2 separate regions of the Triticum aestivum genome follow, and region 1 is linked to region 2. The links are chromatin contacts, called in public Hi-C maps. All regions are on one chromosome and are shown on one strand. Each heading gives the region's core, a stretch centred on a gene start, on an enhancer-like site or on the middle of the called end of the contact. The rest is flanking DNA. Distances are from core to core; before and after follow the strand shown. Region 1 holds the start of LOC123182282 (protein CANDIDATE G-PROTEIN COUPLED RECEPTOR 7). Region 2 holds the start of LOC123182280 (phosphatidate phosphatase PAH1).

Evidence for each region. A called contact is a pair of places that touch in the nucleus more often than the background predicts.
Region 1: a contact with region 2 is called in a Hi-C map of leaf, with 5 times the contacts expected there. The contact joins the promoter of LOC123182282 here to the promoter of LOC123182280 in region 2. A contact is called at or near these places in 2 of 5 Hi-C or Micro-C datasets (both in leaf) and 1 of 1 datasets of contacts at active chromatin or transcription factors (leaf).

The regions. Positions count from the first base shown.
Region 1 is chr1D:387,007,773-387,012,591 of IWGSC CS RefSeq v2.1, reverse strand. It overlaps LOC123182282 (protein CANDIDATE G-PROTEIN COUPLED RECEPTOR 7), which reads right to left and starts at 1,421. Exons shown (of 1, transcript XM_044594798.1): 1 at 1-1,421. The coding sequence starts at 1,340.
Region 2 is chr1D:386,694,239-386,698,732 of IWGSC CS RefSeq v2.1, reverse strand. LOC123182280 (phosphatidate phosphatase PAH1) reads left to right here and starts at 1,601. Exons shown (of 11, transcript XM_044594797.1): 1 at 1,601-1,751; 2 at 2,720-4,494. The coding sequence starts at 2,795.

The DNA of each region.
Region 1 (4,819 bases), core at 172-2,671, 310 kb before region 2:
TCCGCGGCCTCCTCATCGTCGTCGTCCAGAGAGAAGTACTTGCTCCTCTCGGCCGGCCTGAATGTGTAGAACATGTACATGTAGAACGCCATTGATGCCACTTCCTCGGCCAGGATGCTCACCCACCGGTACTGGTAACTGGCAATAGTCCTGAGCGCAAACACCACGATCCTGGTGAAGTACAGGTACCCAATCACCACGGTGTAGAACTGCCGGAACAGAGTGAGCTTGGACAGATTCCGCGCCGCCTTGCCGTCGGTCTTGGACGTCTCCCGGAGCGACCGCATGGACCAGACGACCGGGAAGAGCACGGCGCAGCAGCAGGCGACGTCGACGAACAGCAAGATCTGGTTCCATGTCACCCAGCTCTGCATGAACGGCCCGGTCTCCCCGATGACCGCGTCGGCGATGTTGGCCATGACCTGCAGCGGGATCACCACCATGAGCACCTTCTTCTCCCGGTCCTGCAGGAAGGGCCTCAGGAAGGACCAGCCCGTGCCGACCAGCACGATGACCGCGAAGAGGATGACGCCCTTGATGAGCTGGAAGAGGTAGAAGGCCACGTCCCAGCCGTGCGGCGTGCCGGTGACGCGGATGTAGTGCTGGTCCTCGGCGGCCGAGAGGCAGTAGAGCAGGCGCGCCACGAGGAGCGCGGACATGAGGTGGTGGATTTGGTTGGCCGCCACGCGGTCGCGGGAGAGCGTGAGGTAGGCCCAGCCGGCGAGGAACGCGGCGTAGCCGAAGGCGAAGAAGCCGTAGATGGCCGGGACGGGCGCCTGGCCGACGGGGAGGTAGTCCTTGGAGCCGTCCGGGTTGGCGTTGTACATCTCGGTGCGGACGTTCATGGAGACGAGCGACTCCGGCGCGCAGTTCGCGAAGTAGAGGCTGTACTCGTCGGGGTGGGTGACCGGGAAGGACTTGTTGTAGTGCCCGCCCTCCATGTCGTGGAAGGTGAAGAGCTTCTTGACGTAGGGGCTGGAGAGGACGCAGCCGGACAGGTCGGGCTCGTCGGCGCCGGTTGGGTCGTCCGGCTCCGCGCGCTTCTCCGCCGGCGGCCGCGACTCGGAGGCGGCCTGCAGGAGGGACTCGTCGGCGAGGAGGAAGAAGCCGATCTGCTTGGGGTCCGCCCGCGCGAAGGAGGAGGAGACGGCGGCGCCGGAGAGGATGATGCGGACGGCCCCGGTCTTGGAGAAGCCGAACTTCTCGAACAGGATGGTGTGGCGCGGGTCCTCCCGGAAGGACTCCGCCCGGATCTCCGCCGCGGCGGGGGAGGCGAGGAGGAGGACCCCCGCGGCGGCGAGGAGCAGCAGCAGGAGGTGGCGAGCTCCGGCGTCGGCCATGGCGAGATCTGTGGCCTGTGGGGGGCGGAATGCGTGGGAGTGTGTCGGTGTGCGCGTGGGCGGTGGGTGGAGCGGGGCAGCGGAGCACGGCCGTCTTATGTGGCGGAAGCGCGGGGGTTGGATGTGCCTCGCGATTGGTGAGAGTTCGGTAGGAGGTTGACTTGGGCAGTCGTAGCCGACGGTGCGATGGGAAAGTTTTTTTACACTTCGGGGTCACACTGAGGACGACTGAACGGCTTGTGTAGCATTATGAGAATTTGAGATCCACTAAGTGCCATTTTTTTTGAGTGCCCAGAACTCATTTAGATGAGATATAATTTGGTCTCATTCATCTTGAAAACAAAAACAGATACAACCCACGTCAGCACACGCATCTTATAGCATCACATCCAATGGCTATAAAAGATGAACGAGACCAAACTATATCTCATCTAGATGAGTTCTAGCAAAACTGTTTCTTTTTACATCCACCTATTCTTGTAGTACTACCTTCGTATGGTTTTTTTTGACTGGGCCTTCGTATGAGTTTACTGGCCCCTTTCATATTTTATGCCAAATTTTGACCACAAATTTGACAATGAAATAAAATCGTATGTCCCAAAAGTTATTTTGTTGGATTCATATTTGGAAGTCGATGCTACTATTTTTGTGGTATAGAACTTAATTTTTTGATAGTTAAGTCAAAGGTTAAAGTTTAACCCAAAATGCAAGAGGGACTAATAGAGGTAGTATGAATCATCACTTTAAGAAATCCTTTCTCGCCTGCCCATACTCTCCCACATGGCTTTGATTCAACACAACTGGGTGGTTCTAAGTTTTGTACCCCGTTTCACAGAGGTTTTGGAGTAAGTCGGCGAGATCAACGAAAAACAACCCCCGCTTCATCTACGCTAAAAGTACTACACGCTGCCACTCCGCTTCCTTTTTTAGGCTTTCTTTGGATTGAAGGATCTTTATAGGATTTTCACAGGATTGTGAACCTCAGGATTGTTTCCTACGGAATGCATTTGGATCACATGATTGCCTTCTCAAAATCCCTCAGGATTGGGTTTCGAAGGCGCCAATTCCTGAGGAATTTACACCTGAGGCCCGACCTCTTCGAAAGATTCCTGGCGCGAAAAGAGAGCGCTCGAGCAGCGTGCTCGCGCCAAAAAGCCATGCGTCTTCATGTGAAAACACCACATAGAGCTCTAAAAAAACACCTCGCACCGCTATGGAAGGAAATAAAAAAGGCACCGAAAGTGGCGGCGAGGTCGCGACTCCCGGAAGAAGAGGCGACAAGGTCAGATCCCCCGACAGAAGTGGCGGCGACTCGGTGACCGTCGGATACGCCGACCACCTCGCCCTCAGACCCCCCCTTCCTTGTCGAGTTCGACGGGATCAGCACCAGCCCCATCTTGGTTAGCCCGCATCACATAGTCCCTCCATCTCCTTCCCTTGCAATTATTTATAGATCGAGGGAGGGGGTGCCTGATATGGCGCGGGGGAGGCAGATCCTGCCGGAACTAGGCACCGGGTGTGGCGTTGGTGGTCGCCTGGCCGGCGAGGACTGTTGATGGCAGGGGCCCAACAGTAAATATCATGGTAGATTGAATAGCATGAAAGTATTATTCTGCTAATAGGAGATGAACACTAACCTTGTTGGTTTCTTCAGCAAGGGAAAGATGAAAGAATAGAGTCCAGACAACAAATGATATAAGCAATGTGGGCAAGGAAAGGAGCTATGCATTGCAGAGAACAAAGAAGCAAGCAGCAGGTTATTTATGCACTTGTTGGCTGCTGCTAACGGCTACTTCAGGACTGCATTAGCCGTTCGAAACATCAGACATGAAAATAACAATATTGTATTGTATGGGATTCCTGTACGTTTCCTATGGTGTAGCCAAAGGCTCTTTGTTACCCATTCCTCTGGTTTTAAATTCAATAGGATTGGCTATGTCATGACAACCAAATCCTTCATTTTTCCTATTCCTTTGTTTTGCAAATCCTGTGATCCAAAAATGCCCTTATCGGTGTGAAAACGAAAACACGTTATTCAAAGTGTTTGTTTGGCTTCTGGTTGGCTATTAGTGCTGTGGTCTTTGGTTCTTTGCAGGGATAAGGTACTTTTCCCTCGTAGTTTCGTGTGAGCACGAATGTACCTTATCATGTCCTTGGTGGACCTAGAGTAATCTAAGTGCCTTGATTTTGCTAATTCTAACCCTGGAAAAGTGTTACCTAATTGCATTGATGTTGCGGAACCATTCGCTCATGAGATGCATGTTAAGGTTTGAGATAAAAGCGAAATCTGTCATGAATTCAATCATGTTACAATTTAGTTCCGAGGCTTGGTCCCGCAAAATGTTAGCTAGATCTTATGAATTCCATTGTTCCTTCCTCCCCATTGAAGCCATTGGATTACATTCAAATCTTCTACTCTTTGGACTATAGTTAAAAATGTAAAAAGTTATTTTTGTGTGGACACTTGTGATTGTTTAAGGTTATGCTTATGCCAAACACAAGTTAGAGTTTCTGATTAAATTACATGACGTCATGGGGAATGATGACTAACCCTACCGAGTGAGGACTTTTAACTTGGTAAGCTTTGTTAATGAAAAGAATAATGGTGACATTAACCATCAATGGTCTTTAGTGATTAATCATTGGATTAATAAGTGGGACTTGTTGGAGTGCGGACTTTTGGTGCTCGACCACCATGGTGGGGGGTATTTTCAAAAAATCAAAAAGCCCATTTAAAAGTTTCAAAATTTTTATAAAAATATCCCATGGAAACATATATGTGTACCACATGAACGTGTGAAAATTCGCTTGAAAAAGTTGTGATTTGTAGGCTTTACAAAGAAAATTCCGGCCCAATAACATAATATGCTGGCCCATTTAGAAATACGTATTTGGTCTTTTTTTGTGTACGCCATGTATGAAAATATAATGTTATGAAATTTTGCATATACGTCGTATACATGTGTGTGTGTGTTCAAAAAAGAAATCGAAATTTTTTGCTTTGTGGAAAATTGTGTTTTGAAACCGTCCACCATGGTGGTCGGTCACCGTTGGCATTTTATTTGTCTGTGGATGCATGCCGGCCATCCAACCATGCCCGCATACATTTCAAATGAATTTGAATAAAACAAACGAATTTCAAGCAAACCAGATAATTTTTATTAAAACCAGACCAAATTCATTACATTTTCAACATATTTCAACTAAACAAAAGTGCACGAGACTTTTTAAACTGTTGGGGAACGCAACATGCAATTTAAAAAAAAATTCCTACGCTCACGCAAGATCAATCTAGGAGATGCACAACAACGAGAGGGGGAGAGTGTGTCCATGTACCCTTGTAGAACGAAAGTGGAAGCGTTAGCGTAACGCGGTTGATGTAGTCGAATGTCTTCGCGATACAACCGATCAAGTACCGAACTTACGACACCCCCGAGTTCTGCACACGTTCAGCTTGATGACGTCCCTCGAACTCTTGA
Region 2 (4,494 bases), core at 352-2,851:
CATGGTTTCGTGTAACGAACAGGTCACACGAGAATGCCAGGGAAAAAAAGACACCAAGCCTTTTCTTTTACCGAATTTGGTCGCCTTGTTCCCCTGAACACTCGATAAAAGCCTCAACTTGTAGCAGAAGACGGCCGGTAGCAACCAACAGCGTGCGTGAGAGCAAAGGATTCTTTACATTTCCTGCCTGCATCTGCCAACAACTGCCCACGCACGTACTACGCTCTTGTACAGTCGTTAGTACGCCACGCCGGTTGCCGTGATGTCTCGTCTCGTCACCGGCAGGGTTGCGCGCGGCGGTCCCCTCTCGTTCTCTGGCCCTCGGTGCGTCCCGATCATTCCTGAGTCACTGTTGGATCCTACTACCGTCTCGTCTATCCACACCACGCCTCCATCCACTCGCTCGCTACTAATTTTTTTCTTTTTTTGAGACGCGCTCGCTACTATTCGTGGAAAATCGCAAAAGAAAAGACCCACCACGGTGGTCGTGTCTCGCACGGTCGTCGTGTGCCCGTGGCTGGTCCGCGGCTATACGCTACGGCACCGCACCCTCCCCAACTCGCCGAGAGCTTCTGGAAACGCAGACCAAGACCAAATCGCGTACTATCCCGAACGCGTTGGCTTCACGCCACAAGGCACCGCGCGCGTAGAGTACAGCAAAAGCGCAGAGACCAGGCGGCACTTGCACCACCGGCGGAATGGGCCGAAAATGGAAGGAGAATGACGGGATGGGAGGAAAGCAACCGGGCGGTACGTTCTGGAGGCCAGGCATATTCGCCCGGATAACCGCACTTTGTCAAGTGGTGGCGGGCAGGGTCCGCACGCCATCGTTTCGTTTGCCCCCGCGCATGGATCACGTACGTACGGACGCACACCGCGACGTCGACGGTCGGGCCGGGGCTGTACCGGAAATGCCCCTCTCCCGAGATTGGCACTCCAGCACAGCACGAGCCGAGATCAAATCGCTTGTACCCCTGCCTGCCCTTCTCGGTCAAACGAATATGTGTTCGTAACTTGCACATTTTAGCCAGAATTTGCAATTTTGATGCTACGTCAAACTGCCAGTACTCCTACAATTAAACAGGTTAGGTAGATGCGGTTGGGCAACAAGAAAAGACAACGCCATCACAGGCTTTATTACGCCCAGCAACCAACTATTCCTGCGACGAAAAAGCGCCTTCAACACCATGCCAGGTGGGCCCCCGCGGCGCGTAACTCCTGCCAGGCCCACCTTGGCAGCCTCTCACGCTCAGAATTTCCTCACGTCTCGTTCTTCAGCAACGCATCTCATGATTCGGATTTTAAAATGAGGACGCGGACGACAACTGCAGAGGCAGCTTGGGCGATCACTCTCCGGCTGCAACGATCTCTGCGCGACGTGGCGGCATGTTCGTTCATTCCTCCGCGGCCACCCGTCCGCCTACCTCTCTCCATGACACGTGGTCCCGGGCACCCACGTGCCCCCATATGTCAGCCCGACACCGAGCTGCGCTCAGTTGGCGAGGCGGACCGCGACGGCCCACGTGCGCCCCGCGTGCGGAGGACGGGCTCACTTATAAATGCGGCTCTCAACGCCCGCCTATCCCCTTCCCCTTTTCACCCCCCGTCGGTCTCCCCCCAAATTCCCACCCCCCGCAGCGACCCGCGACGCCGGCGCGAGCGACCCCACCCCACGAGCGGCGACGCGAAGCCCCTCAGACGAACGAACGGACCCGCCGGAGAGAAGCGGCGAGCGGCCGAGCCCAGTCGCGGTGAGTCCCCGCCCCCCGCGCTCCCTCTCGGATTACTAGATGATGATTTGGATCCAGTTCGATTTGGCATTTGTTTTTGTCCCCTTTTTCATCCGGGAAGGAAACTTCGCGTCCCGTTTTTACTGCTCGCGGCGTGAGTTTCGCCGAGCTTTCCCTGCCGAAGGAAGGAAGGCGACTGTTCTTCTGGGTTTGGGAATCGGGAGGTCTGTGGGTTTTGCCTCGTCTGGGAATCGATGATGGGCATGCGCGCTAAAGTACTAATTTGGGTAACCGAGGTCTGGAAAATGCGCGCAGGTTTTTGGACCCCTGTATAGGAGTAGCAGCATTTTCTGCTTGTTTTTGAAGCAGGTTTCTGTTTGAATGTCTTCATGAGTCAGCTCACGAGCAGCACGAGTTTTTTCATTAATTGTTATTTGTGGCGATAATGTTCGAGCTATATATAGATCTCAGGACACTTGGAAGTTCGAATTCAAATGCCAATATTACCAGCAATTATATCACGAAATAATACCAAAGACTGAAGAGAAACTGCAAAAAAAGGCCCGACACGTTTATAGTATATTTTTCCATAATATCCTGCGAGAACAGCTCGGGAAACTTCTCTGAAAAACACCCGCACTCCGGCCCGGCCTCTTCTTCTCCCCTTCCCCCTTCCGTCCCCCCCGCAGCCTCAATTGGCCTTCGCCGCCGCCTTTGTTCCACCCAAGCACGCGCGCCACCTCGGTGGTATCGCCCACGTCCTCGCCCGCTCCACTGACCTGGCCTGCCGTGGAGTCGAGATCTGTCCGTACCCGGGCTCGGATTGATTTTCCCTCGGTTGGTGGCGAACCCTAACTTGCTTGGATTGTTACTCGAGTCTTGTTCTGGTTTAATCTTCCCACCAATCCATCCACTCTCTGACGGATTTATTTGCTGCGCGGGGGAGTACGGATAGAAATCGTATACTACTTATGTTCATTTGATTGCAGAAATTGATGAAGCAATTGGACGAATCGAGCAGATCGGTGAGTGTTTGATGCGTGCGATCGAGGGCTCGTGCAGAGATGGACGTGGTGGGGATGGTGGGGCGCGGGGTGGGGCGTGTCCTCTCGCAGGGCATGTACTCCGTCGCCACGCCCTTCCACCCTTTCGGCGGCGCCGTCGACATCATCGTGGTTGAGCAGCCCGACGGCTCCTACCGCAGCACGCCCTGGTATGTCCGCTTTGGCAAGTTCCAGGGTGTTCTCAAGCGTAACGAGAAGGTCGTCACCATCGCCGTCAATGGCGTGGACGCCAGCTTCCACATGCTGCTCGACAACTCTGGCCAGGCTTACTTCATGCGGGAGCTCGTGCCTGGCGGTGAGGACTCTGAAACCGCTGCAGAAGAAGCTACGAGCGAGCCTGAAACTCCTCTGCGTAGTAAGAGTGACGGGGAACTTTACAGCCAGTTGGTCGGCCCAGAGTTGAATGAGGACCAGGAGGAACAAAATGGAGAGGAGTTTGATTCATATGGCTATTCCAAGTTGGAGGAGGCAGAAGATTTGGCAAATCAAGCTGGTGGGGGCAATTCAGAGATGCTTTTGGTTAGTGTGAACGGGTGTGTTCTAACTGCTCCCATTTCTTCAACTGAGGAGAATATGGAGAATGTGCAACTAAGTGACCCGCAGTTCCATTTGGGGCCTGGGGAGAGCTCGAGTGGCGACCTCAGCCGCGGTGGCGAGGTGTGGGAATCTGGCATTTTGGATGGTTTATACATATCACAGGAAAAGGTTAAGTTTGATTCTGAACATCCATCAGAGGCTTTGGAGGAGCTTCGGGAGGTGTCAATTTTGAAGGATGGGTCACATGACATCCCAGTTAATGAACATGAAAGCCTCCATGTCTCTGTTAATGAAGGCCAGACCTGTGTTGCATTGACCAATGCTCTTGATGTGTCGGTGAACAATGATGATGCTTATCAACCATTGACCAATGAAGACAAGACTTGTGACATTCCACTGGTTCAGAGCAACTGTGCTGCATTGACCAATGAAGACGAGGTTCAGAGTGTGCCACCACGGTCAGAGAACAATGGACTGAATTATCAACCTTTGGTCGTGGAAGATGAAGGTCATGAAGTTTCAGGGAACAATGGTGAGGGCTATCAACCCTTTCCCAATAAAGATGAAGCTCTTGACGTGTCGGAGAACAATGATGATGCTTATCAACCATTGACCAATGAAGATGAGACTTGTGATATTCCACTGGTTCAGAACAACGAGGCCTGCAAGTCCCCATCCATGGAAGGCAAGGTTTGTGATGCCAACAATGAGATTACTGAGGGTGAGGTTCAGGGTTTATCACAGTCAGGGAACAATGGTCCGGATTATCAAACGCTGAATGTGGAAGATGAGGCTAATGATATTCCAGGGAGCAACGCTGAGGTTGATCCACTCTTGCCCAATAAAGAAGAGTCCCTTGATATCTTGGAGAACAATGATGAGGGTTCTCAACCATTGACCAATGAAGACGAGACTTCTGATATTCCACTGGTTCAGAACAATGAGGTCTGCAAGTCCCCATCCAAGGCAGGCAAGGTTTGTGATGCCAGCAATGAGATTATTGAGGATGAGGTTCAGGGTTTATCACAGTCAGGGAACAATGGTCCGAATTATCAAACGCTGAATGTGGAAGATGAGGCTAATGATATTTCAGGGAGCAACGCTGAGGTTGATCCACTCTTGCTCAATAAAGAAGAGCCCCTTGATGTCTTGAAGAACAATGA